5 separate regions of the Mus musculus genome follow, and regions 2, 3, 4 and 5 are each linked to region 1. Evidence: chromatin contacts called from public HiChIP or PLAC-seq, Micro-C and promoter capture Hi-C data. All regions are on one chromosome and are shown on one strand. The core of a region is the stretch at or near the end of the contact, and the rest is flanking DNA. Distances in the headings are between cores, read along the strand shown. Region 1 holds the start of Dhh (desert hedgehog). Region 2 holds the start of 9330020H09Rik (RIKEN cDNA 9330020H09 gene). Region 3 holds the start of Cacnb3 (calcium channel, voltage-dependent, beta 3 subunit). Region 4 holds the start of Adcy6 (adenylate cyclase 6). Region 5 holds the start of Mcrs1 (microspherule protein 1).

Region 1 (4,029 bases), core at 446-2,945:
TTCTCCCCTGTACAGGTTTTCCTAACCACATAACCTGGAAAACTATGCAGTTAGTCAGAGGAAATCCGTACACCACACACACACACACACACACACACACTACCCTGCCTGCCCCTTGCACACACAATTAGGTGGTGTAATGGAAAGTAGATAGGACTGAGAACCAGGAGTCCTGAACCTGCTCTCAGCAATGCTACAATTTGGCTGTGAGGCTTTGATTAAGTTGCTTTTCCTCTCCTGCAGCCCAGCTCTCAGATATAAAATGAGGGGTGGGGTGGGATGGAGAAACACGTCTTCTGAGTTTCCTGTCAGACACTCTACAGCACTGGCCATAGGGGCTCTGGGCCCTTCCCTTCCAAGCCATGGCCCACTGAGTCGGCTTGGTTCAGTGCCCCTCTGTAGCATGTACCCCAGAATGCTAGCTGATATTCAAAGCAGAGTCCTCAAGCTAAGGTGAGTTTAGATGGCCCAGAAACCCTTGATTCTCAGGTGTGTCTGTCTGTTCTGAGGACTGTTTTTTGGTCACCCCCACCCCAAAGTCTGTTGTTTAGACCCTAGTATAGGCTACCTTTCCCGTGCCAAGGACAATGGCCACCCCATCCCCAGGTAGATGGTCTGGTCTGGTAACCTGACTCTTGCCCATCTCTTTTCCAGCCCCCTTCTTTTGGCTCACAGAGCTTTTGGACATCAGGCCAAGAGCCAGGCTAAGTGTAAAGCCTTATGCAGTCTACCTATCATAGCCAGCTCCTGGCCCCCAGCTCACCCCAGCCCTTCCTGCCTGGCTCGGTGACTGACCCCCGGTCCACGCCTCAGCCATTTCCCGTCTCGCCTGCCGCCATCCTCCTTTCCCCGCCCTCGCTCCAGCCTCTCCCAGATTCACTCTCACTGGGCAGTTCCTCCTCCCCCTCCCCATCGCAGACTCTCTCCCCATTTGGATACCTCCGAACCACTATCCAGCCACCAGGTTATTTGCTTTCCTGAAGGGTGTGATGAAGGAGATCTCACTTTATTTTATTTTAGTTTAGGGTCTCTGGGGATGAAGGAACAGTTCATCCTCCAGGGTTGTTGTAGGAAAATTGAGGAGCTGGTGGTGTGGTAGAGCAGGTGGGGAGAAACTCTCCTTACCTCTGTCATCAGGCGGTCTGCGCCGCTGTTCTCCTCATCCTTGAAGATTATGTCGGGGTTGTAGTTGGGTACGAGGTCCCGGAAGCGCTCCGACCCCCTTGTTACCCTCCCCTCCGCTGGCCCACTCGCGCCCAGGGTCCGCTCGGGCATACTGGGCACAAACTGCTTGTATAGCAGAGGCACAAGTTGCTTGCGCACATAACGCCGCCGGCCAACCGGTCCTCGGCCCGGCCCGCAGCTCTGGGCAGATAGTGCCAAGAGTGCCAAGCAGCACAGGGGCAACAGACTGGCCGGCAGAGCCATGGGTGCCGTGGACTTGGGTCGGAAGGGAGCGTTCTTGTCCTCACTGGCTCTCCTGTCAATTGGGCATCTCCGCAGGAGCTAAAGAGCACCGCAGATAGAGAAGGTCCCAGAGTACCTGGAGCGCTGTGGCTCTGAACACTTGGCAGCCGCTAACTCTGCCTACATGCCCTGGGGAACCTGGAACCTACTACTGATAGACTACCATTTACAGAGCAGGTGGGTCGAGGGTGAGTGCCAGCCCAGCCAGTCTCTGCTGCCCGGCTCCCGTGCTCCCAGAAACGCCCTGACTCCGCCTTAAGTGGTCCCGGGCCCCGCCCCCCGCCCTTCTCTCAGGGCTGTCCCGCCCCCTCCCACCCGGGCGGGGGATCTAGCAGTCACAACTGGACACCACTGTTCCATTACTCCACTGAAGTGTGTCCCATCCTGGAAACCATGCAGGCACCTGCTTAGGAAATCCCTGAAGCTTTAGAGTCCTGGCTGCCTGGATAAGCATCCTTCTACCTCCGAGTCTAAATTAGGCACCAAACTATCTTCCTGGGCACTAGTCTTTGCTTTCCTAAAGTCTACCCTGGCACGCCATGCCCTCTGCTGTCCTCCGGGAAGTCTGAGTTCCAAGGCCATCCAAGCCCTTTGGGCAAGCCATCAAAGCCTCCCATCTCCGTGCTCCTCCTCAAGTCTCCCCGATTTCTCTCAACACTCATCCATAACCAAGCAGAGATCCCAGAGGATCATTTTCCTTGGTGGTTTTATATCTTCTTGGGAACAGAGCCTGACACAATCCAGTTTGAGACATTAAAAAAAAAAACAAAAACAAAACAAAACAAAACAAAAAAAAACCCTACTGTGTCTGTCTCTGCCAGCACATGCCATAGCACACCTGTGGAGGTCAGAGGGCTTTTGGGAGTCCACCTTCTCCTTCCTCAGCGGGCTCTAGGGATTGAGCTCCGGTTGACCAGGCTTGTGTGGCAAGTGCTTTTACCTGCTGATCTACCTTGCCAGGCCAGGACTTTCCAAGTTTTATGTCCTCTCAAATGGTTGCCAGATACCCACTTTTTATCCCTCCTCTCCTTCTTTTGACAGACTTTACTGTATGTAGTTCAGGCTTGGTCTCAAACTCACTTCACAGAGCAGGCTGACAGCGAATGTTTTCTCCTTTGGCCTCTAGCTTCCCAGCACTGAAATTAGCCATGCACTACCACACCAGGTTTGTGTGGTGCTCGGATCAGAACCAGGGCCTTCAGGGCTCAGCAGTTAAGAGCACTGACTGCTTTTCCAGAGGACCTGAGTTAGATTCATAGCACCCACACAATGGCTAACTCCCTTCTTTCTGTAACTCCACATCCGATGGGGAGGGGGTCCAATGCTGTCTTCTGGTCTCCTCGGGCAACAGGCATACAATTGGTACAAGCAAAATACCCATACTTATAAAATAAAACGTAGCCTGGCGTGGTGGCGCATGCCTTTAATCCCAGCACTCGGGAGGCAGAGGCAGGTGGATTTCTGAGTTCGAGGCCAGCTTGGTCTACAAAGTGAGTGCCAGGACAGCCAGGGCTACACACAGAGAAACCCTGTCTCGAAAAAAACAAAAACAAAAACAAAACAAAACAAAACAAAAAAACAAATAAAATAAACGTTAGGGGTGGGGTGGGGTGTTAATTTCAGCCCTTGGGGAGCAGGGACAGGCAGATCTCTTGTGAGTTGAAGGCTAGCCTGGTCTACAAAGTGAGTTCCAGGACTGCCAAGGCGACAGACACAGAGAGACATCAACAAAACAGAACAAAAGTAAAAACAAAAAACAAAACAAGTATATAAGTTAATTAAAAATAAAATAAAAAGCCAGGATTCAGACATGCCCGGCAAGCACACAACTGATCTTTATGCACTGAGCAACATCCCCATTTCCCTTTGATTGAGATGTTCGCACACAGCCAAGCTGGGCTCATTCTTGCTGTGCTGAGTCCTGGGCTTTCAGGCATGTTCTTCACCCAGCACATCATCTTCTGAGTAAGTTGTCATTTGGAAGCTGCCAAAGGGCTGTGGACACCTAACGTCCTGGTCTGTGGAGGATGGCTCTCTTCTCCTTCCGTTGCCTACCTCCTCCCCCTCTGGGCCATGGAATCTATTTTAAATCCCTCAGGCCTCATCACAGAGACACTTAACCCATTCAGTTACAGGAGAATGTAGTGGAGAACATGAGAACCAGAGGCCACTTGGGGAGAAAAGGATTTCAGCTCACATGTTCCAATCACAGTCCATTCATGAAGGGAAGTCAGGACAAGATCATCAGGAAGGAGACTGGAGAGATGGCTCAGCCATCACAAGCACTGGCTGCTCTTCCTGGAGACACCAGGTTCTGTTCCCAGCTCTTGCATATGGCGGTTCACAACCATCCACAACTCCAGTTCCAGGGGCTCTGACAACCTTCTTCTGACTTTCTGGGGGACCGGGCACAAATATGGTAAATATACATATATACATACATACCCATAAAGCTCTCACATACATAAACCCACAAAAATCTAAAGTGAAAACCTTAAGCCAGGACCCTGGAGGAAGGGCCTAAAACAGAAGCTACAGAGGAGGGCAGGCTTGCTCCTCTGG
Region 2 (4,520 bases), core at 670-3,169, 330 kb before region 1:
TCCTGTCACTTGCCTTCTGCAAAGACGATCCTTTAGCTCAGGACAACTTCATCACATTTACTTTTGGCCATAGCATGAGTATGGTGGTCAGAGGGCAACTTGCAGGAGTCGGTTATCTTCCCACCCGAGTCCCAGGGATGGAATTCAGGCTACCAGGCTTGACGAGAAGTGCCTTTACCCGCTGGGCCATTCTGTCAGGCCAAGAATAACTTTAAAATTTTAAAGTGTATCAGCATTTGCCTGATTCTATGTATGTGCACCAAGGGCATGTCTGGTGCCCACAGAGGTCAGAAGAGGGCATGAGATTACCCTACAACTGCAGCTATAGACGACTGTGGGCTGCCATATAGGCCCTGCCTAAACAGTAAGTGCTTGTAACTGCTGAGCCATCTCTCTAGCCCCACAAAAAATAACTTTTTAAGGATATTTACCAGGCCTTCCCTTACTAGGCTCTTGGAACTTTTCTCTCTCTCACCTTCTTAAACTTCAATAATTAAGTTTTCCAGTTCTACTTTCTTTTGGGGGGGGGCGTGGGGGAGGTGAGGAGGTGGGTGGGCAGTGTTCAAGGCAGGGTTTTTCTATGAATCCTTGACTGTCCTAAAACGTGCTGTGTAGACCAGGCTGGCATCAGAAGTAGAGATCTGCTCACCTCCCCATCCTGAGCAATGGGATTCAAGGTACGCACCACCACACCCTGCTTAGTTCTGATTCCTTCAGGAAATATTACATGACCTCTGAAGTATAAAACCTTTGAAACCATTTGATAGTCATCCACTGAAAATAAACCCCTGCCTTCCTTTGTACGGGTACCATTCCAACCTCCCCAAAACGTAAGAGTACTTATTCCCACAGACCTCAGCAACAGTCTGCATAGAAGTGACAATATGATGGCGGCAAGCTTAAACACACATTTAAAAGGTGCCGTAAACACAGACAGAAACTCAGAGAGGTTTGATCGTGCACTGACCAAATGCTTGGGAAACTGGATTTCAATAGGAGACAACTGGCAATAAAGAGAACACCTATACAACATACAACCTTCAGACTTAAAAACACTAGAGACCTAAACTCTGCACTTTTTTTTCTTTCTTGGAGACAGGGTCTTACATGGAAATTCTGGCCTGCTTCTACTTCTCCAAAGCTCAGATCAAAGGCACAGGACACCAGGCCTAGCCCTCAGCATCACTCTTAAATAAATGCTACATAAGTGGAAGTAAAATAAAAAAAAGAAAAAGAAAAAAAATATATATATATATGGACAACGGAAAGAACTTTAAAACTATTAGTTTTGCCACAAGACTGTATTTTCATAAGAAAAACTGGGAGGGGGGAAATCACTAAACTACATTACCTCTAAATTTTGAAACCTAATGAATAAACTATCACTAGTGCCCAAAGAAGCAAGGACTTAATATTCTGAAAACTACTTTAAGCATACCAACTTGTATATCCCCTCCCCCCAAACCTAAGTTGACATCTTTTTTTCCTCTTAAATTCCATGAAACAGCTACTAGAACGTTTGAATATCAAGCGTGGTGGCAGACATTGGGACATTTTGTTTTAAACGAGAATCTGACAGGTTAGCCAGCTAGTGAGAGAAACGGGCTTGGAACCAAAACTGGGGCAGCAATTCCAGACCACCTTCATAAGTCCTTTGCGTACAGAATTTCCCGAAACCCTTTTTATACACTTTGGGGAGGCAGAGTCGATAGCGAAACGTCCTAAACGGAGCCTTAGGTCACAGCAGAAAGAAGACTCTCAAAAGCCACTAAAACAGGGCAGAATCCAGAGGACGGGGGCTGGGAAGGAGCAGCGAAAACACAAAGACAGGAGAGGTACGAGTCGGCAGCCCGGCCGGTGGCACCGGTGAGCGAGCGGGAAATTGACTCCGCCTCACTTCCCTCGCGCGAACAGTGGCTCGGCCAGCGAGCGCCATTGTGGGTTCTCCCAACTTAGACGCCCAGCTCCTGCCACCACCCCACCCGCTTCTGTCCCCACCAGCGTCGCCGGCCCGGACGTCGAAGCATGGCCGGACGCACTCCGAGGCCGATGGCCTAGGCCGAAAGGATACACGTTCAGACGTTGTCCCATGTCCTGGAGGAGATTGGCCGCCTGCTGGCGGTAAGAGAGTTCTTTATCGGAGTCCACGCCAAAGCGACGCGACGGGCTGTTCTCCAGCTGCTCGCGAGTAAAATACCACCGCTTGTTGTTGTTCTTCCTCTCTCCCTCCATAGTGCTTCAACCAAGAGGCAGCGGCGGGGGCTGCGAGCACTTCCCAGCGTCACCGGAGCGGCGACACACATCCGCCGTGCCGAGACTACTGCGACGTGACGAACTTCCTCCAAGGGGCGACCACCGAGGTTGTGACACACTTCCGCCCAGAAAGCCGAAGATTCCAGCGCCGACTTCCGGAATGACCCCTCCGACACCCCGTAGACGAATCCACAGCCAGTCCGCGGCTAAGAACGGACCGGCGGCCGGGACGCAGGATCCGGTCGTGTGACCGCCAGGTGGGCGGGACTATCTGACGTCGTTCTTTAAAGGTCTCGTCTTTCCGCGCGAGAACTGCGGTAAGGGGGCCTCACCGGCGGGCCTCTAGTTAACGCTCGCTGCGCTTGGCTGGGTAGTTTCCGAGGACGTGCGTGATGGAGGCCCCTTTGTAACACCGGGCTTACGGAAAAAGTGGCAGGGGAAATAGGCGAGACTCTCAGAAAACCGAGAAAGGACGAGACAGTGAGTGGCCCTGCCCCGTGCAGAAACGCGAAAGCCACTAAAAGGTTCCTGGGTTCTTAGCTCCGGCATGGAGAACTCCGGCGCGTTTGGAAACCGCTCTCCTATTTTGTAGCAGCCTTTCCTCCCGTTTCACTGCGGCCAATCATCTGGAAGGAATAAAATCAACGCCACTGAGCTTCGTTTGAGTGTTTGGGGGGGGGGGGTAAAGGGGCCTTTTTTTAAAGATTTATTTATCTTCATTTATGTATATGAGTACTCTGTAGTGGTCTTTAGACAACAGAATTGGGCATCGGATCCCATTACAGATGGTTGTGAGACACCATGTGGTTGCTGAGAATTGAACTCAGGACCTCTGGAAGAGTAGTCAGTGCCCCTACCCGCTGAGCCATCTCTCCAGCCCCGGGTAAAGGGGTCTTTTTCTCTCTTTCCTTTCTTATTTTTGTCATCCCTGGAGCTCAGAGGGGCGTCGGGTTTTGCCCGAGTGCTGGGATTAAAGGCTTGCACCACCACCCCGCCACGCTCAAGGACACCACCGATCGTTTATCGTTTAGGTCTGGAGGCCTTTTTTCTTTTGCATTCTTTTCTCTTTGTCAGTGAAGGCGATAAGCTTGCAGGCTCAGATTCCAAACATCCAGTCAGGGAGGGCCCAAGGTTATGCAAGCTCCCCTGCGCGTCAGGTCAGTAGTTCTAGGAAACCCACCCCGTAGGGAAAGGTTATCAAGCGAAGGAGATCAGGAGATAATTTGTGTCCTGCATTGGGGAGGATTATCAGAAGAAGGAGATCAAGAGATAATTTGTGCTCTGGCCTCACTCCCAGGTCCACTTTGTGAGGTTGTAAAAAGCAAGCTGGGGCCGATGTCCGCCTCAGCCTCCTGGCTGCACCAGGGTGTCTCTGTCCCCGGGCCTCGGTCGCTGCCTTGAACTCGGTATTGATGTTCACACAATCCCAAACTCTAGATCTTTTGTTTACCAAGAGCCCACTGTATCCACCCACTAGCAAGGGGATTGGCAATCAATCTTGAAGATTTGGGGTCTATTTTTTTCGCCAGAAGTCCTCTGGGAAATGTGTCTGCATAAATGAGGGTCCCCTCGAGGTGGCTTAGCAGGTAGGAGAGGCTGCTGTCAACTCTGGTGTGAATTCAATCCCCGAGAACCCCCCCCCCCCATCATAGATCGAGGAGAACTGACTCTAGCCAGTTATCCCCTGACGACCTCAAGTGCCCCAAGGCTAAATAGTTTAGAAGCCCAAAAGTATCCTAGGATCTGCTCATGGATGAATCAAAACTGCCTCTACCATGTGGAAAGTTACCACCAGCACCATGTGGAAATTTTCTAAGTTCAAGGCCTCTGTTAAGTCGCAGCCCCGCTCCAGCTTTCCAACCTGAGCGGGATATTTACCTGGGATACATAACAAGAGCCAGGACTACATAGAGAGATCCTGTCTCCAAAAAAAATAAATTATATATATAAAAAAAGAAGTTCCCATGTTTTATGTATGTCACTGTCTCTTTTTTCAGTTTTTTCCTCTCATATACACCCCAACTGCAGTTTCTCCTCCCAGTCTTCCCCAGCCTCCCCTCTCCAAGATTCCTTCTTCAGGGAGTTTTTTTAATTTAAAAACTTGAGTGTATATACATGTGCTGTGCATACACAACATAGCTTTCACATGCCTCAGTGTAAGGCTAGACATCAGAGGATAATTCTAGAGCGTCCTTTCTACCACAGGACCATGTTTACCAAAGATTAAACATGGGTCATCAGGCTCAACTCAGACACCTTTACTCAAC
Region 3 (4,150 bases), core at 1,109-3,608, 260 kb before region 1:
CGCGGCTGGGTCCCGCTCCCGCCTCGGAGCCCCTGGCCCGGGGGAGGGAGAGAGGCCGCTAACCCGGTCTATGTCTTTTTCTGACTCCAGTGCAACCTTCCTGCTGAACGAGGTAACCTCCGGGGCCCCCTCCCAAGAAGGGTGGGAGAAAAGCTCCCGCATTTGGGGGAAACTGCAGCATGGGGCGGGAGCGAAAACAGGAGTTGAGAGCTCTGGATAATAGAGGAAGGGAAGGCTGGAACTGGCGCCTCCTGCAAAACATGCAGAGAGGTCTGACTGGGGAGCTGAGGAAGGGGCGCTATTGAAAGGAGGGCCGTGCCAGGCTCCCTCAGTGACCCTCTCTGAGTTCCCGGGGAGGGGGCAACCTAATAGCTGGAATGTGAGGGGCCTCCACCTGGAGTAGAACTCCCAGTTCCTGCCTCAGTTTCCCCACTTGCTGCCCAGTTAGTTTTCTAGAGGTTCTCCGCTTCCACACCTGGTCTTTTAAGGCTTTCCTCTTTGATCTTGCTTCCACAGCTGGATTAGCAGGAGAACTGGCATAGGCAGGTGTGGCTCTAGTGAGAAAGGAAGTGGACATTCTGTGGCAGCTCAGAGGTATAGGAGGAGAGAGGGGAGATCAAGTGCCTGCAGGACCCAGGGGATGCCTGTAGGTATGAGGAACTGGAACCCATCTCCAGGAGGAGGTGGTTGGCATGGCAACGAATTTCTCAGAGGCCGACTTAGACACCATTGTCCCAGCTGGGGATGAGGACAACAAGGTCCCCGTGAGGCTGATAGCAAATCTGCTGCCTAACAGTCCAGGGATCCCCATGGGTGGGTGGACAGTCCCAAAATTAGAGAGGCCAGGGGAGGAGATTCCAGACGGGACCCTCTTCCAGGAGAAGAGAGCCAGAAGGGTCTTACTCTTTGACACTTCTCCACCCTCTGGGAGGAGAGAGGGGACTAAGGAGACAAAGGAAAAGGATGGTACAGGACAAGGCAGTACTTGGGGACACAGAAGATATCGAACTAACCCTCAAACACACTGGGTTGGAGCAGTGGAAGCTGCCTCCCCCAGTTGCAGCTGGTGCCCTCAGACACAAGGGCTCCAATAAAGTTGCCTGCCGGTCCTTCAGTCAGGAGACAGACTAGGGTGTCATTAGATGAGCCCCCCCCCCCATCTTTTTCTTACCGAGGGAACAGGAAGATAAGATATAGGTGGGAAGCCAGTTGGCTTGGGTGGGTGGTCTTCCTCTCCTTTCTACCGCACAGAACCTTCTATAGATCTCTTGAACCCTTCCCAATTGTAACCGGAAGGGTGGGCAAGTGTCCTGAACTTACACCCTCCGGGGTTTCAGGAGCTAGAAGTGGCAAAGGGCTGAGTTGAGAAAGCGAGACACCAAGCACGGCTGGTGTCTGCCTCACATCCTCTTGGGATGCCCAAGCAGGAGGTTAAAATGCAAAAGGAAAATTTTGGTCGGGGGGGGGGGGGGAGGGATGTAAAAAGGGAGCGAGCTCAAATGATGACAGCTTTTAGAAGATCTCTTCAGAGATTGCGACTCTTTCCTCGAATGGCGGGGTGGGGGTGGAGGGCGCTGACTGGTGCTGGATGATTAGAACCAGCATCCTGCACACCGTACGTAATTCTGGTCTTTTGCAAAGCGGTAGGCTTTACCCTTCTTCCTTCCCAACCTCAGCGTCAGGATCGCACCTTTGCTCCACCCTTTAAGCTCACCTAAAACAGCCCCTTTCTGCCCCAGTTCCCGCGGATGCTTTGGCAATGTCTGGCACAATCCTTGGCAGGGAAGTGAAGAAGAGAATCTCCATCCCGGCTTAACTTGGATAAAATCTGCCCGTGCAACAGGTGTGGGGAGGCCTAGCCACCGTCCCCGAACTTCCCCCTTCTTAAGGGTCGGCCCTTTACCGCAGCCCGGAACGGAGAGGGCCGGGCACCTGTTGGGGCAGGAGCTGCTTTCATGGCACGGGTCTGGGAGCTCAAAACCATTTCTCCCTAGTACCACTGCGGGGTTTGCTTTGGGTGTCTCCAGGACTTGCAGAGAGCTGACATTGCCGGATCACCTGAGACCTCTTCCCCATCTGCTGTCCGTCCTCCTTTAGATCTCCATTTTCCTGTCTCCGCGTTCTCCCTGCCTCCAGTCCTCCTCTCTCTCCAGCCATCCTCCCCGCCGCCCGCACCCTCTCGATTCTCCACCGGGCTCGCGTCTGGTTGCGGCGTCTCTCCCCTTCCCCTCCCCCGCGCCAGCCCTTTGTTTCCCGGCGGAGCAGTTCCTGGGTTGCGAGAGTCCCTGTCTCTGCATCTCTCCTCGCCCCGCCTCCTCCCCGCCGGGATCCGCCCCGCCTGCAGCCTCTCCGCCCTTCTTCCCCGCCGCCCCGGCCCCGGAGGTGCCGGGGACCCACCTTCCCGACTCGCGTGCGCCCGGTTCCGCGGCCCCGGCGGGTCCCCCCTGGCTGCCGCGCCCCCGCCGCCCGCGTCTTCCCGGGAGGGGGTCAGGTGGGCGGGCACTATTGTTGTGGGAGCCGGCGGCAGATTCCTCAGCCGCGCTGGCGCGCTCGGGGTGGGACCGGCTGGGCTGGGGGGTGGGGAGGGGAGCGGTGATCTGAGCTGCGAGCAGCTGGTCTTCGCGGCTCGCTCCTTCCTTCGCGCTCGCGCTCTCCGCCGCCGCCGCCCGCAGGGCTGCGCGGCTCGGTGGCATCTCGGGCGCGGCCCGCCGTCCTCGCCCCCGGCGCCGCTCGCTCCCCCCACCCACCCCGGACTCCCCCATGTATGACGACTCCTACGTGCCCGGGTTTGAGGACTCGGAGGCGGTGAGTGCCCGCGGGGGAGGGTGGGGGGTGGGGGTGGGGGAGTTGGGATGACACCTCTCTCTCTTCAACCCTTCCCCCAGTTCTGCACTTTGAAAAACGCCTTGGCAGCGAGCGGGGCAGCGCGCGTAAGCCGGCGGGGGGCTCTCTAGGAAAGTGGGAAGATGGTCTCTCATAGCCAGGTATCCCAGGTACTCCGGTGTGTGCACAGGGACGCTGTAGGGGGAAGGCTCGAGCAGGTGGCCCCAAAGCTCAGGACATAGGAGGCTGAGGAGGGGAGGACAGAAGGCCCCGACACCGAGGTTTTTAGAGCGAACATGGAACATTTGGAGTTCCGTATCCTGGGTTCATGGGGTCTGAACACAACAGGGAAAGCTGAGCTCCGGGGGAGACACTCCGGACTTGTGCCTCAAGTAAATGACAAATTAGGGAGCTGGAAGAACATTAGCGACTCGCGTACCAGCCTCTGCAGACAGGAATTCTAGAACTTGGTCTCTTTTTCCTCTCTGCCCACCCCCCCTGCGCATGGCCTTGACTGCTCTCACTCACCACTGCCTCTAGCTCAGCTTCTTGGAAAGGCCACCAACCACAGGGGTGGGCCATCAGACTGTGTTCAGTCTAGCCCCCTGCAGAGGAGGGCCTGGAGGTGAGGCCAGGGGAGCTCAGGGGCATGGGGATGGGAAGGAAGCTCTTTGCTCCGAGAACCAGGCAACCAATAAATATTTAATTCTTCTCTTTGCTTTTATCTCCTGACCCACTGAGACAAATCAGCTCATTAGACAGTGATTCCCGGAGCTCAGAGAGCAGAAAGACTGCCTGGAAAGATGGGACAAGAGTTGGGGGGGGGGGTCAGTGTCAGAGCCTCATGGAGTCACCAGTCTCCCCTTAGACATCCCACTCGATATGGGAAAGGACCACTAACAGGGCTTGAAAGGGTCCCCTGACAGGATTAAATCGAGCCTTTTATCTCCGGCCCAGGAAAGAGGAGTGGTGAGCCTCAGAGCAGGCATGTGTCAGTCAGTTGATTCTGGGACCAGGCTCCTTCAGGACCCAATTTTCCATGGGGCTCTGGGGCTAATTACGTTGCAAGGGAGAGCAGAGAGGTGGTTCTGAAGGCTCTGGTGGGCACCTCTTTCTGACAGTTGAAGGGACAGTTGGCATAGCCCTGGGAGTCAGAATAAGCTGGAGGAGAGACCTCTCTGCGGGGCTGCAGGGCCCGAGGAGCTACCTTCTCATCCCTGGTGAGAAGCCGGGGCTGATGCAGGAGACTGATACCTGGATGTTATTTGAGGGCGGCCTGCTGACCCATTGCTCCCTCCTGACCTTCCCCGGTTCTTAGATCTCTTCC
Region 4 (4,311 bases), core at 863-3,362, 290 kb before region 1:
GCTTCTAAGAATAGCCCCCAGTGGGGGGGCGGCAGGGGGGCAATCCAGGCAACTTCCCTTGCTGGCCCCAGGAGCCCAAAAGGAAAATGTGAGTCACAGCAGAGGGATGGGGGAGAGGGATGAGAGACTGAAATAACCACACTCATTCCTATCTACCGTGAGAAAAAAAAATGGATGCCAAGGCTCTGGAGGCCACCCCAGCCTAGTCACTGCTCGGGGCGTCTCAGTGAGTGCATCAGAAAAAAAGTTCTTCCTTCGGACACAAGTGGGGCTGGACCTGGGAAGGGATTGCCCAAGGAGGCTACAAGCCCCTACTCCATGCAGAAACACTCACAGGCCCCACTGGGCACCTGAAGTGGTTCTCAGTTCTGAGACACTGCAGATGGGCAGAGAAGCAGAGTTTTCTCTACTATCCCAGGAATGTGGGGACCCCATGGGGTGGAACTGAAGCCAGGCACCTTGGTGAGGTAGGAGGCTGGCAGTTCCGGCCTCCCAGACCCAACCTCCCCCATCTATCAGGCACAGGGCTGGGCCCTGGGCGCCAGGCCAGCTGAGAGCAGAGAAGAGTCACACACCCACCTTCTGGCAAGTCTGACGGAGTTGGGGGGGGGGATACCACATCACTCCTGAGCATCTTCTCCCCCAGAAGAGCAGTTCACCCCAAACCCCCACTTCTCAGGCAACCAAGAAGAGAACCTAGGGCCTAGCTAGCACAGAAGGGTCTGTCCCTTTAAGAGGTCTGACAGTGCCCTGCGGGGACTCTGCTCCACAACAAACTAGCTATAAAGTTACTGTTAAAAAGGTATGTACTGTTCCAAGCAGGGAAGGGCATGAAGCCCAAGTACCCAGCTCCTCACCCCAGGAGCCCCAAGCAACTTTCTCTTTGTTTTTGAGGCCATGGTGGGCTACAGGCCACAGCTTCTGGCAAGGAGCAGAAAGGCCTTGCTTATGGAAGCTTTGCAAAACTACCTACAGCTGCTTCTTCGTAGGAGTAACAACAGGGCTTGAGTCTCAGAGGTTACCAAGAGGTCAGGGAGACCTGCACATGGCATGTCTACTGACCTAAGCCAAAGAGCTGAAGACTGGCCTGTGGTGACACACTACAGACCTGTTCCTCGTCAATGCTCACTGATACAAGTCCCAAGCAGAGGCTAGCCCGTGAAGCTTGGCCTGATCGATCTAGACATGGCTATATCGATACTGTGTCCCTCCATCAGCAAGTTCTCTTTCCCACCCTCACTCTGTCACACCTACCTGCTTCCAAAGGAAGGGGTCGCTGCTGTTGAGCTGCCAGGCCAAAATCAAATGCAGAGTAGAGAGGCCCAGGCCGCTGAGTACTGCGGCTCGCATGCGAATGGGAAGAAGAGTGTAGGTGATGTAGACGAAGAACACGGGGCACCAAAGGCCCGCCGAGGGGCTGTGTGGATTGGCTGCCAGGGCACCCCCGACTTGCACGGCTGCTAGGATGCCCAGGACCACATAGCTCACCACCCACATGGAGTCCTGGCGGAAGCTGTGTCGGTTACACACCACCATGAGTACCACAAAAAGGACAGAGGCACAGGTCAGCAGGGCCACGTAAGCAGGCTGAGGCTGGGCAGGCGCAGCGTGGAAAGTCAACAGTACAGCCATGAGCAGCACCAGCACCGCCATGAGCAGCGTGAGGCTGCTCTGGTTCATCTGGAAGAAGTACCGCTGGTACAGCCGCTCCAGCTTGGCAGAGCGGAACTGCTTAGACTGGAACACCTGCACAAGCCGGTGCCAGCAGGACGGACCGCTCCGAGGCGATGTATCCGGTGCCACTTCAGCTGTGCCCATCGGTGTGGTCACCTCAGTGTCGTCAAACCCCAAGGCCACTGACCGCAGCCCCAGCTCCACACCCCTGCCCGGGCCCGCCCTCCTGATGAAGGCTTCATCCTGCCAGGGGCACCGAGTGTGAGCTGCAGGAGTGGGGCTGGGTGGCTCCGCATTCTTGAGGCAGCTCATGTAGCGAGGTGCGCAGAAGCCACTGGCTCGATTCGCGTGGCGTGGGCGCTTCTGCCCATTGCGTTCCCCCCAAGCTGTTTTCCGTTCATCCACTTTGGGAACCAGGAGGCCACTAAACCATGACATGCTGCTGGGAGGAGAGACAGGGAATGGTATTAATACCACTGCGTGGCCACAGCCACCATAGTAGCCTGTGACCTGAGCGCTTCCTACAACTCTGGTCTTCATTCCCACCATCTTCCCCCCCTTCTCCCTCTTGCTCCAGCCCTGCTTGCTTGCTTCTCGTTGTGGATGGTTGTGAGCCACCATGTGGTTGCTGGGACTTGAACCCATGACCTCCGGAAGAGCAGTCAGTGCTCTTAACTGAGGAGCCATCTCACCAGTTCCCATTCCCACCGTCTTGATAAAACTGCCCCAGGAGAGGCAGCTGCACCCCCACTCAAAGGTAAGGAACACAGACACATGGAAAAGACCCAGCAACCATATAAGTAAAGGATCTGAGAGCTAAGTTTTTAAGAGCACTCCCCATACTTCTGAAGGACTCTGGTTCAATTCCTAGCACCCACAAAGCAGATCTTACAACTGTTTATGGCTCCAGCTCCAGGGGCTTTGACTTTCTCATGCAAACATGCATGAAAGCAAAACACCAATGCACATAAAAGCATATTTTAAAAAATTGAGCTGGGTGTGGTGGCACACGCCTTTAATCCCAGCACTCGGGAGGCAGAGGCAGGCAGATTTCTGAGTTCGAGGCCAGCCTGGTCTACAAAGTGAGTTGCAGGGCAGCCAGGGCTACACAGAGAAACCCTGTCTCAGAAAAGAAAACAAAACAAAAACAAACTACACACAAGCCTAATACATCTTGTCAACAGAATATGTTCTGCTGTGAACTGTTGATCGTTGACCTCTACACAAAAGGGATTCTTTCCATATCCTTCCTTCCTTCCTTCCCTCCTTCCCCCCTCTCTCTCTCTCTCTCTCTCTCTCACACACACACACACACACACACACACACTCTTCAGCAAACTAAATTCAATTTCTCCCACAGGTCACAGTTTAAACGTTACTTCCTCACGGAAAATTTCCCAGCCCCACCCCTAAGACTACGTTTGGTCCAGTTTAACCTCTGTTCATCTCCTCCACAGTACTTATTGCCATTATAATTAAATCATTTCTCGTTTAACGTACGCCTCCGTCCCGGGGACTACAAGCTTTGTGCATGTAGAAACTATACCTATTTTTGTCAGCACTTCATCTCCAGAGCTATTGGGGCTAACAGTAGGTGCTCAATAAACGTAGGAGCAAACAATAAGGAGGAAAGGAGGGAGGGGAGTGCGGCTCAGTGGTAGAATGCCTGTTTAGAACACACAAGGCGTTGGGTTCCACACTTAGTATCACAAAGAGCTGGGTGGAGAGCCGACAAGGAGAAAGAACATGAATGCTTTAGAGCAGTCCACATGGAATAACTAATAACCCAGCTAATTCTGACAGTCCAGGTCCCGTGTCTTCCTCATCACACCTGTCACACCAGCCTGTCTGCTGTTCCCCAGTATGCCAGGCTCTGCCCAGGCTGGTACCCTGGTACTTGCTGTTCCCAACTGGAATAGGAGCTCCTTTAGGTCACAGCCCAAGTCCCTTATCAGCTCTGCTCTCTCACAGCCTTTTAAAATAGCAACTCCCTTTCCTGGGGCTCCGTATCTCCCTCCCCAGCTTTATAATTTTTCTCTCTCCCCGCAGCTCTTATCAGCAACTGCCGTTCTATAATTTTCCTTTTTCTTATTTGCTCGTCGGCACTCCTAACAGCCGTGCCAACTTGGGAGAGCCAAAGATTTGGGTGTTTGGTTGTGTCCTGTGGTGCCCGCTGCTCCTCAACGTTTGCTGAGCGGATGGATGGCCGGCCACTAGCTATATTATATTTTCTCTCTGTCGTAAACTTCCAATATCTTTTCACATGCCTAATTTCATGTCTTCTTCACCAAAGGCCCGTGAAGCTTGTCCTACGGCCTCCCAGGGCAGATTTGAAAGAGAAAAACAAAAACAAACAAACAAACAAACAAAAAACGGAGAGCTGACATCCAGAGCAGTTTTCCATGTTTCACCCTGGTCGTAAAGACACCGGACAACTAAATCGGACTAAGATCCTACATTTTCAGAAAGAACACGCCTTGGACTGGGTGGATGACACCATGACAATCACCTTACCACGTCTCCCGGCTGAGCCCAGGTTGAGAGTGTGAAAGCCATTTACGCCAACCATAGACGACGCCACCATCAGAACCAAACTCCTCCATGCTTCAGGGCACCCTGAGGGGGCCCTTGTCCTTA
Region 5 (4,017 bases), core at 797-3,296, 350 kb after region 1:
TGGGAGGATGCTCGCTTCTGCCCTGCCAGTGACTCCTCATCCTCGGAGCGGCTGGCTGTGCCTGACGCCATCAGGGACGAGTCTAGCAGCCCCTGAGAATCTAGGAAAGAGAAAGGGTGACCTCTGTGCACGGACCCTTGTGTCAGCCCCTCAGCCCTTGCCCGGCCTCCCTGAGGCTTGGTCTTTGAGGCAGGCATTCCTCCTTGGCCATCCAGATCCCATCCGGGCTCAGACCTCCTGGTGCCACGGGTCATGGGGTGCAGCACAGGTGCTCAGGTCAGGCTGATGAGGCCGACACACGGGGTGGGCTCTGAGCATAACTGCTCCCTTGGCTATCAAAATGCATTGTGCCAAAGAGCAGAAGCTCCACAGCAACTGAGGCAATTGTGGCTCTGCCGAGAGGCACATGGGTGGTGCTGGCCCAGGGGAGGGGGGTGGTAGGTGGCATTGCCGGGCCAAGACCGAGAGACACTCGTGCAAGGCAAGGGGTAGAGTCAGAGGCTGCCTGGCGCCCGAGAGCTTGGGGAGATGGCCGGGCCTCACACTACCTTTGTCCATCCTCTCACAGTCCCAAAGCCTCCGGCTCCAAACCACAGGGCTAGGAGGAAGGGTCCCACAGGCTCATCCAAGGGTTCTGACCAAGCGAGCTTGGATGCTGAGAAGAGAGTCTGGGAAGGAGAGGTAAGGCTCCCTCAGGCTCGGGTTTCCAACAGGCCAAACCTACTGACTGACCAATCCCTTATCCTCGTGCACTCGTGCACCCTGTCTGAGGTAGTGGGAAGAGGCAAAAGAGCTCTACTCTCAATTGCACCTAACCATTAGTAGCTATTACCTGGTCTGATGGCTCTGACAGTTAATCCCAGCATGTGGAGGCGGAGGTAGAGGTAGAGGTAGAGGTAGAGGTAGAGGTAGAGGTAGAGGTAGAGGTAGAGGTAGAGGCAGGTGGATCTCTGTTGACTTTAAGGCCAGCCTCGTCTACAGAGCAAGCCAGGGCTATCTATATAATGGTGAGCCTCTGCTCCAAACAATAAAAACAAAAAATATAAGTAGCTATGTGGGAGTCACTGAGGCCTTTGTGTGAATGATAAAAAGATGTGGGAAAAAACGTATTAGGCTCAGAGATCTCTCTTAATTTTACCAGTGAATCCTAAATTAAGCATTTGGAACGTTAACCAGAAAGGGTCAAGGGATTCCTGACTCATTTGTTTTCCTTTGCCTGTCTACTCAAATCAGCAGCACCAGCCTGCCCCCAGGCCACAGCCTGGGAAGGTAGATGGAATCCCACTATCTCGCTACCCTTTTGCTTTCCCTTCCATTTGCAGCTTTTACTAAAGCGGGTGGTTCCTTCGGACGATTCAAACGTGGTTTGGGAACTGTATGAATACCCAGCGCTTTGGCAGCCCCGCCCCTCCTGACTCCGGCGTCTCGTAGAGCAAAGTTCTGGCTCTGCCTTTAAGGACGCTCCACGACCAGCTCCGTGGGTACCACAGAAGGGGGGTGCAGGTGTCCAGTCCCACGAGCAACTAAGGCAAAGTGCTTGCCCTCCTTCCCTTCCCTCCTCCCGACAGGGCACCCCCAAGGTGAGGGATCAGTGCAGGTCTGTTTCAGGGACTCTGGGGAGCAGTGGTAATTTAGTCAACTCTTCGGCTCCATACTACTGCATCGATCTCGCCATCTGGCTCTGAGGCCCACAGGCCGGTGGTAGCGAACCAGGACCAACTCCCAGACAATTCTCATCCCACCTCAAGCATGCCACCTGTGCGCATGCGTAACACCGCAGGCCAGAGCCTGGCCTGATCGGACTTACGCATGCGCAGATTTTTCGGGGCGATACCGGGGCGGGGCCCCAAATCTTGTTGTGGGGTTGTGCCCCGAGGCACGTTGGGAAACTCCACTTCACCCTCCAGGTCTACTCAGAACACTAGGAGACGAGTCGCGGGGTCTCACCATTCCTAGGCTGCCAGCTCCAACAATTTCTCCGCGGCGACGGCAGGAGCCGCAGGGCCAAAGCCGGCTTCCGTGAGACACATCTACTTCCGGGTTGCGAACGAAGGGTTGGACGATCTCTTCCGGTTCGTCCTGGACCCGTAAGTGGAAGGGGCGTGGCCGTGCGCCTTAGTGGAAACCATTTTGCGGGGAGCCGGAAATACAGCTTTCCCGGTTGGCAGAAGCGCTTAGGGAGGCACCAGGCAGTGTTAATTATAGGAACCGCGGAGGTTTCCGTGTTGGAAAACGCAGCGGGAGGGCGGGGCTTGTGCTGAGACCCCGCCCAGGCGACGCTGGGAGGGGCGGGGCCGCCGTGCATTCGTAATTAGCACTAACCTTGGTAGGTCTCTCTGGACCAAATCTTGTATTGTTTTATCTGCCAGTGTTTTCAGATAAGGGATTCGGTCAGGCTCTTTGCTAAGCACAGGACTGGAGGAACATGTTGGAGAGTTTGCTCTAACTGTGGCGTACAGTACGATCCCGAAAATTCCTGTCTAAGGGGGAGATGCAGGATGGTGGCCGCGTTCCTAAGGAAACACTCCTTAGAAGGAGCGGCGCCAGTTGCTTACGCCAGAAGAACTCCATCTAGACTGCTGGGGTCAGTCGTGGGTAGCCAGCAAACCAACCGAATCCTTTTCAGAGGACAGTGTTCCCTGAGGAAACTGTTTTGAAAGAAAGAACTAGTTCCCAGAGAACAGGAGACGTCCAGACTTTGGGGCCGTGAGAGATGCCCGGGAAAGCTAGGGAGACTGGGCTCTAATAGCTCTTTCATGCCTTCTTTGAGGGGCACAAAAGTGGAGCAGCTCTGGCTGGAGGAGCTTCCGGGAAGAGCGTTTGCCCAGCGTGCCTGACATCCTGAACTTAAGTGTCAAATGGACGACCCTGACAAGTTGCAAGTCTTCTCTTCATAATATACTGTTACTTATTTAACGAGCATGTATTTGCTTTATCGCTCCCAAAACAAAGTTTTCTGGTATACAGTGTGCTTGTTAGAGGTTTGTCAACTTGAAACTAGCTAGAATCTTCGCGCTCAGTTGAGAAAATGCCTCCTTCAGACTGGTTGGTAGGCAAGTCTGGGGTGTGTTTTCTTGTTTGGATAGATGTGGGAGGTCTAAGCAGTGCCTGCCTTGAGGTTCTTGCCCCAACTTTCCTCGGTAATAGACAGTGACTTGAAAGTTATGAGATGAGGGGCTGGTGAGATGGCTCAGTGGGTAAGAGCACCCGACTGCTCTTCCAAAGGTCTGGAGTTCAAATCCCAGCAACCACGTGGTGGCTCACAACCATCCATAACGAGATCTGACTCCCTCTTCTGGAGTGTCTGAAGACAGCTACAGTGTACTTACATATAACCAATAAATAAATCTTAAAAAAAAAAAAAGAAAGTTATGAGATGAAATAGACCCTTTGCTTCCCAGGTCGCCTTTAGTTACAGTGTTTTGATCACAGCAATTAAAAACAAACTAGGACACAGTCTGGTGGGTTGTGCAAAATATAGTGTGGTTTAGTATCTATACAGATGACAATTAATTGGGCTTTCTTCTTTAAAGAGTTTTTGTTTGTTTGTTTGTTTGTTTTTAAGTAGGAGTGAAATACTTGTTGCTTATCAGGCAAGTTCTGTCCCACCAAGCCACATGGACAGCCCTAACAAGGGATCGTTTGGTAAAGAGCTGGATGGGTACTGTTCAATGTTTGTTAGATGTTTTTCTCCTAGGAAAGGCAAACCCTTAAAGAAGGAAACCCTGAAAGAAGAAAGGGTTATTTTAGCTCACAGGGTTTTTGGGGGTGTGAGGGGGACAAACATCATGGCAGGAAAGGCATGGTGGCAGGAGTGTGGGGTGATTGCTCACGCTGTGTCCAGAACTTGGAAGTGCAGAGAGATGAAGTATTGGTGTTCTGCCTGCTTTCTCCTTTCTGTTCAGTCTGTAGCCCTAGCCCAAGGTCACTCGAAATTAGGGTGTGTCTCCCATCTAAGTTAAACCTCCAGAAATAGCTTCACAGATGTCTTGTGACTCTAAATGAGGTTAAGCGGAC

What was found. Promoter capture Hi-C pulls out the DNA fragments that hold promoters and counts their contacts. A called contact is a pair of places that touch in the nucleus more often than the background predicts. HiChIP or PLAC-seq counts read pairs in DNA pulled down with a chosen protein or histone mark.
Region 2: a contact with region 1 is called in an H3K4me3 HiChIP or PLAC-seq map of embryonic stem cells, with 10 read pairs. The contact joins the promoter of 9330020H09Rik here to the promoter of Dhh in region 1. A contact is called at or near these places in 2 of 39 promoter capture datasets (erythroid cells and liver), 4 of 115 datasets of contacts at active chromatin or transcription factors (embryonic midbrain, embryonic stem cells, pancreatic cancer cells and 1 more) and 3 of 9 other capture datasets (adipose tissue, liver and pancreatic islet).
Region 3: a Micro-C map of embryonic stem cells shows a contact between it and region 1, with 3 times the contacts expected there. The contact joins the promoter of Cacnb3 here to the promoter of Dhh in region 1. A contact is called at or near these places in 5 of 484 Hi-C or Micro-C datasets (all in embryonic stem cells), 5 of 115 datasets of contacts at active chromatin or transcription factors (embryonic stem cells and pancreatic cancer cells) and 3 of 9 other capture datasets (embryonic stem cells, liver and pancreatic islet).
Region 4: a promoter capture Hi-C map of embryonic stem cells shows a contact between it and region 1. The contact joins the promoter of Adcy6 here to the promoter of Dhh in region 1. A contact is called at or near these places in 7 of 39 promoter capture datasets (the 3T3-L1 cell line, embryonic stem cells, liver and 1 more), 1 of 115 datasets of contacts at active chromatin or transcription factors (extraembryonic endoderm stem cells) and 2 of 9 other capture datasets (adipose tissue and pancreatic islet).
Region 5: a contact with region 1 is called in a Micro-C map of embryonic stem cells, with 2.0 times the contacts expected there. The contact joins the promoter of Mcrs1 here to the promoter of Dhh in region 1. A contact is called at or near these places in 6 of 39 promoter capture datasets (the 3T3-L1 cell line, 3T3-L1-derived adipocytes, cranial neural crest and 2 more), 3 of 484 Hi-C or Micro-C datasets (CD4 T cells and embryonic stem cells), 4 of 115 datasets of contacts at active chromatin or transcription factors (embryonic stem cells, extraembryonic endoderm stem cells, neural progenitor cells and 1 more) and 2 of 9 other capture datasets (adipose tissue and embryonic stem cells).

The regions. Positions count from the first base shown.
Region 1 is chr15:98,896,845-98,900,873 of GRCm38.p6, forward strand. It overlaps Dhh (desert hedgehog), which reads right to left and starts at 1,696. Exons shown (of 3, transcript NM_007857.5): 1 at 1,126-1,696. The coding sequence starts at 1,428.
Region 2 is chr15:98,565,405-98,569,924 of GRCm38.p6, forward strand. 9330020H09Rik (RIKEN cDNA 9330020H09 gene) reads left to right here and starts at 1,920. Exons shown (of 2, transcript NR_028442.1): 1 at 1,920-2,121; 2 at 2,235-4,520. It overlaps Ccnt1 (cyclin T1), which reads right to left and starts at 2,332. Exons shown (of 9, transcript NM_009833.2): 1 at 2,072-2,332. The coding sequence starts at 2,232.
Region 3 is chr15:98,632,409-98,636,558 of GRCm38.p6, forward strand. It overlaps Cacnb3 (calcium channel, voltage-dependent, beta 3 subunit), which reads left to right and starts at 2,359. Exons shown (of 13, transcript NM_007581.3): 1 at 2,359-2,805. The coding sequence starts at 2,761.
Region 4 is chr15:98,602,620-98,606,930 of GRCm38.p6, forward strand. Adcy6 (adenylate cyclase 6) reads right to left here and starts at 2,113. Exons shown (of 21, transcript NM_001368413.1): 1 at 1,255-2,113. The coding sequence starts at 2,112.
Region 5 is chr15:99,249,915-99,253,931 of GRCm38.p6, forward strand. It overlaps Mcrs1 (microspherule protein 1), which reads right to left and starts at 2,047. Exons shown (of 15, transcript NM_016766.3): 1 at 1,948-2,047; 2 at 549-668; 3 at 1-100. The coding sequence starts at 558. 1700120C14Rik (RIKEN cDNA 1700120C14 gene) reads left to right here and starts at 1,874. Exons shown (of 3, transcript NR_045627.2): 1 at 1,874-2,087.